Linked DNA regions of Zea mays: region 1 is linked to region 2. The links are chromatin contacts, called in public Hi-C maps. All regions are on one chromosome and are shown on one strand. Each heading gives the region's core, a stretch centred on a gene start, on an enhancer-like site or on the middle of the called end of the contact. The rest is flanking DNA. Distances are from core to core; before and after follow the strand shown. Region 1 has its middle 38 kb from the start of LOC100272841. Region 2 holds the start of LOC100383351.

Evidence for each region. A called contact is a pair of places that touch in the nucleus more often than the background predicts.
Region 1: a contact with region 2 is called in a Hi-C map of leaf, with 4 times the contacts expected there. The contact joins the enhancer-like site here to the promoter of LOC100383351 in region 2. A contact is called at or near these places in 2 of 25 Hi-C or Micro-C datasets (ear and leaf).

Annotation. Positions count from the first base shown.
Region 1 is chr1:81,499,154-81,502,446 of Zm-B73-REFERENCE-NAM-5.0, forward strand. No RefSeq gene overlaps it. Among protein-coding and RNA genes, the nearest start is that of LOC100272841, 38 kb to the left of the region's middle. Within about 2 kb of position 1,643, at least 5 of the 20 cell types and tissues checked have an H3K27ac peak or open chromatin away from gene starts, as enhancers often do. A contact at or near this core is called in leaf, where this site is marked.
Region 2 is chr1:81,711,462-81,714,792 of Zm-B73-REFERENCE-NAM-5.0, forward strand. LOC100383351 reads left to right here and starts at 1,454. Exons shown (of 3, transcript NM_001176007.2): 1 at 1,454-2,316. The coding sequence starts at 1,807.

The DNA.
Region 1 (3,293 bases), core at 393-2,892, 210 kb before region 2:
TAGGACCAAAACCTTTGTGGATCATAACCTGAAGAATCAGTTCATGCTCTACAGTGTCAAAAGCCTTTTCGAAGTCTAGTTTAAGCACAACGATTTCTTTCTTTGAGGAGTGACATAAGTGAATGTATTCATAAGCTCAAGCCAAACAATCCTCAACTCAATTAATAATTAGTTAGCTAGCTAAATATTAGCACTAAGGGTTCCAAACGTGACCTTATTTCTGTCGCTTTTCATCCTCTTCAAATTTATACACACACCTTTTCAGGTTTCCACCTATCAAGAGCTGCGACTACATAGCCGGGCGAATAAATTCAACATAGAAATAACCATCCATCACATTTGTAATGCTATACGCTCCTTTATAACAGCTCGATACCTCAGTAATGCTCGAACACAGGATCAAAGTTATTTTTAAATAACGCGCAACGGAAGAGGGAGGTATGTATCATACTATCATGTATGCGAACTCTCCATGTCCCCTCCCCCTCCCCCTCCCCTGGTGTCTGTTGGACTGCACTTTCTGGATCACGCACCGAAGCAAAGCATACGCGCTGGTGTTGCGTCCGCGCAATTCCCGCGGTGGAGGTGGAGAGAAGCATGTATCACACGTTTCACAGCAGTTTTTCTCAGTGTCTAGTTTCTCTACAGACATGCTCCAGCAAGCTCTGATAGAAATTTTCATTTAATCCAGAAATAACCCAACAAATTTACCGTATGTGTATGTATATAATACTAATATTCACAATAATAACTGATATATACATGCAAATCACATTGATTATAATCCGGGGTGTTTGGTTTTAGAAAATAATTTTTAGTCCCTTATTTTATTCCCTAAATTGTTAAATACGGAAACTAAAACACCGTATTTAGCAATTTAGAGACTAAAATGAAATAAAATGGTTTTGGACACTCATTCATCTTGGAAGAAGACGACGACGACCACCAAGCAGTCACGAAGATGTTCCTAAAAAACTGATCATCCGCACACTCGAGTAGGTGTCATATATACCAAAAATAGTTTTGAAGACCAACGCTCCTAGCACTTTGTGTTGCTGTATTTTTTTTTGCTCGTGTTATGAGAGTTAGATATAACACTGCGAGTTGCAAGAAAGATTTAAATAGCGTATTCAACGTAATATGCAATGATTACTTTGCGTATTATCGGTTCATTACATCTCCATCAATCGAGCCATTAACACCTCTATTAATACAATGCTCACGCGTCACACAAATTATTCAATAAATGTTATAGCACAACGATTACATGAAAATGGTATTAGGGAGATGCAGCCGTGGGCTGCTTCGGCTGATTGTGCCGGCCAATTACGTGGAGTAACCGCATGACCTGCACATCGACGATAAAAGCTAATGCTTTATAGTAATAAAGATCAATCACTGTATATAGCAAAACAGTTTTATGAATAATACGTCATGACAGCTCCGGACCAGCGACGTTCGGAGGCCCTCTGAAAGATTCGGAGGACCGAAGAATAGGTCTCTGAGAGCCCTTGGATTTATTTAATACATGGTTGAACTTGGTTTTATTCAATGAAAAAAATATGAGCCCGTAGCAACAGGTGTCCTGACGAGCGACTCTCAACCTACCACAAGCGTCCGTCACCACTTTATGAAGCCATGTACCCTGCCGCAAATCTTTGCGCCAGTCTTCGAGTCTGCTCCCTTGGATGCAACTGATGCCAATACAATCAGTCTCTTTCTTTGAAAGGAGAGAGACATCAAGTATCTTCACTGCTTCCTAGTCCTAGTTTCATACATGTTGAACACGACCAATGCGCCGTCTACTTATTATCTAGATGGTTGACATGCTCGAGAAGTAGGCATCAGGCCGTCACTGAAACACTGCCGTACCCTAGAACCAAAGTGTGCACTGCACTAACTCAATCCATATGTGCCACAAAGACTCTCTTGGCGTTGTTAAGCTCGCCACATCTGACCAAGTCTGAAACAGTGAGATCCGTGCAGAAACTAGGTGGCTGGCTCGTTGGCTGGAAGCGTGACTTCGTGTTCGGAACGGTCAAAAGGATGGACGCCAAATCTTCAGGTCGTTGGCCGAGTCATGCATGCATGCCAGTGGATTAGCAACCAGGTGAAGGTTTTGGGTAACAACATGAAAGCTCCGTCAGTTTTGGCCAGGAGCCTGGGAGCGAAGACTAGTCCATCCAATGCATGGTTACTGGTCAGCTTCACAGATCGGCGAGCTACACACGAGTGGTAGACCAACACGTACGCACGCCGGTCGTCAGTACGACACTACTCAAATTCGACGCTTTGCTGAGTGCTCGGCGCTTTACCAAATGTATTTTATTATGTTGTCGAGTGTCACTCTCGATGAATTAAGACTCTCGGCATAGACGTCGTTTACTGAGGGCTAAACTTTTGGTATAGAATACCGAATGTCATGGCAAAGCAGCTGTGTCGGTGGTGCGAGGTGTTAATGTGTTCAGGGTTGGTGATCGTCGTCTAGATAGAACAGCATAAACGGTTTGCTATATATGACATCATCTTCATGGCAATGCCAAAGGACAAACTTTTGAGCAAATCGAAACGACAAGAGAGACATTTATTTTCTGCATCAAAATTTTTAGGATTAATTGTATACATGCCGCTTAATTTTTATAAAATTGGACGGCTAGTTCATTTTGATGCAACTACTTTTCAATTTTCCGAAATTTTGAGTGATATGTCCCAAATTTCTAACTCAAGGAGGACGCGCGGGTGTGACGCAGTAGCATCTGCAGCTCATGTGAAACCGTATATATGCATTGTGTCGTCCTCTTGTTTCCCAGGAAGGTAACCATGCATGTTTGCATGAGACACGGGGTTGCTCCCTACCAATTACACTTATCAATAAACATTAACCGTTGGATTGATGCTGGGCTGAAAGAAGAAACTTCACTGCCAGCGTCATCATTAACAACTAGTTGTTTCAAGTATATACTATCTATCTATGCATGGTGATGGGTCAGAGAGCAAGGAGGGGCGTGCAGGTCAGCTTGCATCTGGTATGTCTCGTATTCTTAATCAGACGAAGTCGCATAATTGATAATTCGTCCAACACAAAGTCAGAAACATTGCCCTCCGACAAAGTCGTCCTGCACGCCTATATGGCGCGGCATTGACATTTTTTTATGAGGACTTGAATTTGGATGATCTGGATGTATGTCCACAACTCCAGATTAACGATAACATTCTCTAACACGATACATATATAAGAAGCAATAATTAAAGGTAAAAACAAATACTTCAAAAAGATTGAAAGATAAAAAAAA
Region 2 (3,331 bases), core at 204-2,703:
CACTGATCATTGGTCGCCATGGACCGCGCGCGGGGAGGCAGCCACTAGTGGCGACCTTTAAAGCGCTCTGGTTCCATGCCGGCGCCGTCGCTGTTGCCGTTGCCCGTGCATGCACGCCACAATCCTATTCCCCGCCCCGGCCCCTGGTGCCTCTGCGCTCGACCTCGGAGCCAATGGATCGATCACCTGCACACACGCGCGCGCTCGAGATTGAAAATTGCCGGCTGGAGACAGTAGACCGATCGAGCACACGTCCGAAGTCGACGGCCCCGGGTTAATAGTAATAATAATCAGCGAGAGGAGAGGACCAAGCGGCAGCAAAGCGCAGTGCTGAAACACAAGAGCAGAGGCCGAGATCATATATCAAAACCGGCACAGCTGGCTGGAACTCGAATCTAGAGACATAAAATAACGCGCGTCGGTACGTACGTACGTATTGATATTCTCCGTACACGCGAGGCAGTCAGCTGGAGCTTGACCTGTAGCGGTAGCTAGAGCTAGTAGGTTATTACGGGAGTGAAATCTGGCTGTCGCGCGGAATCGAATCGATTCTCTCGACACCGCCAGAGCTCGCTGCCGTGGAAACCGCGCCGAAGGTTCCTGCGGTCAAACGCGATTCGTTCGAGATGGTTGATTAGAGTAGTAAAAAAAAAACTACTGTAATCCTCGCCATCCATCGTAAACAGAAACCACACACACTGCCTTCTCAATCAGTCAGAGTGCGCGCGGCGTTGCGAGGCCCCACAGACCACCAGACCCCGCGGCCGGCTTTTTCCATCGCAGCTGGAGCTAGTACGTACACTGCTAGTACGTGACCAGTGCACAGCTTGACGCAATCATGGATGGAATGGAATGGAATGGACCCCAGCGCTCCTCCACTTTTTTTTTAGCAGATGGTTTCGTGATTCCTCAGAACCAAGCGGAAAGCCGTGCCGTTTATGCATTGGTAACTTAGGATGTGTGTGAGCTACTAGCTAGGGCCAAGCAAGTACTCCTCCGCGAGCTGTTTGCTGCCGCGCGCGTGCATCGGCGCGTGCCACCACCACCGTCGAAAGTCGAACCGGCAGCGTCCAGTTTCGTCGAGTACAAGGCAGCCACCAGCCACCGCCACCATGCGGCAGTGCCTGGTGGTCCATCCAAGCCCTCATGGATTCATGAATTCTGGTCCTACGCTACGCATGCAGTTAGGCACAGAACCTTTTCCATTTGCCACTTGCCACTCAGGACGGTGTGGATGCCACGGCGTATGGCATACGAGCAGCAGCCACAGCAGGGATTGGCAGAGCGCGCAGCATCGCCCCCGCCCGTGTAGCGCTCGGGGCAGCAATACAAACGAAAGAAATGATGATGAACCGCGGAACACACTGCCGGTTTCGTCGTCATCCCACCGTGCGTTTCGCATATTTAACCCGCGCCATCACGCGAATAATGCTCTCACACTCACACTCACCCACGGCGCGCGGCGCCACGCCCTGTCTCCCCTGGTCGCTCCCCGCTGACCCTCCGTCCCCCGCATCCCACGCGCGCAATTCGCAGCCCCGAGCGAGCGAGCACCTGCTCTGCTCCCGGATCAAGACAAGCTTCAACTCGCGCACTTGTTTACGCCCGCCCGCACGGGCACGGCCAGCCACGACGCCGCGGCGGAAGCTGCCCAGCAGCCGCGCCTCCCCTGGCGGTGCCGAGTGCCGACCCTTAAAAAACCACAGCCGCGCGAGCGCTGATCGGTGCCTAGCACAGTTGGCACACACACACACACGCGTGCAGTGACAGTGAGAGAGAGAGTGACAAAAACACAGAGACCCGGCGATGGCTGGCCCGCCGCCGCTGAGGCTCAAGGACCTCCTGGAGCTGGACTGCGACTCGTGCAGCGCCGCGGGCTTCCGCTGCTACCCGCGCCGCCTGGCCGAGTCGGCGCCAATGCGGCACCTCCTCGAGTCGTCGCCCTCCCTGCGGCGCCGCCGCCGCCCCGGCAAGCTGTCCCACCTCTCCAGGAGCCTCTCGCGCCGCCTCAGCAGGGGCGGCGGCGGCTTCTGGAGGCGGAGAGACGTCGACGAGGAGGAGGAGGAGGTCGCCGACGCCGCGGTGGCGACGACGACGACGACGACGGGCCCGCCCGCTTGCTGCGGCTCTAGCTCCGAGGAGCAGGAGACGTCGTCGTCGTCGGAGTCCAGCGACAACTCGTCCGAGAGGACCAGCAGGAGGTCACGGTCCGAATCCGAGTCCGAGTCCGACTTCTCGTCGGCGACCGAGGAGAGCGCGCACCATCATCCTTCGCAGCCCGCCGCCGCCGCCGCCGCCGCCGGAGACGAGCACGAGGTAATGATCTATATAATTACCGATCGCGATTGATGGATCAGTTACACACCGTACCACCGCCATTGCCGCGCGTTATGCCCCAATAATTGGGCGTTAATTCGGTTGGGTGGGTCGTTCTCGTTCCGCTAGCCACTATACACTATACTTGAGGTAGTGTGTGTGCACTCGTATATGCAAGTGGATTTGAGCCATGAAACGCTCACGGAAGCCAAGCCCCCACGCCGCATTGATTCCACAAACCAAAGGCGCAGTCCTAGCCAACCGCTCGCGGGTCTGCTCATTGATGCCGTGCGCACCTTCTCGACCGGCTGCTGTGCCTATCAGTCTACAGTACGCAGGAAGCATCCAAGGGAACCCGTCAGCTGCGGTAAACGCACGGCGACCATGTGCTGCATACAGGGGGCCTCTTTATAGTTGTCCTCTGTTGAAGATGGGGGTTCATGACGGCACTGCCGATGTTGTTAGCGTGTTACTCAGCCGCAAGGCGCAAGCACCCGTCGTGGTGACGGGTCGATGGAGACGGCCGGTCGGGATTGCAGAGTCCTCCATCTGTCCTTCCTTGACCTGGGAGGCTGGGACGACCTACAGTTCCGGCCAAATCCGCCGCTCGGTCATGCTCGAGAAAAATGCTGGCCTTAAGTAGGCTGTACTAGTTGCCTCGCCCTGTCCGTAACAGGCGGTCTCGGTGCAGTGAAAAGAAAAAAAATGAAGGACGATCACTGTCCGGCCACCGCATGCACCCTCCCAAACCGCCCTGTTCTGTTCAGCGTCCACTGTTCAGCGGCACGACGACGCTTCCCGGCCGGCCCAGCCAGCGTCTTGCTCCTGCGGTCCTGCCTCCGCGGCGTGCGCTGTGGACCAGACGGAAAAAAGTAGCCTCCCGCATAAACGTAGCAGGAAGCGACCGGGACCGGCCGGGGGAGGGCCGCGCGTGCGGGCGTCCTCATCTCGCTTTGCTGCTCGTTCCGTACCGTACTACGTGGCTTGGCCTCGCGTCGCTGTTGCCGCCGTGCCG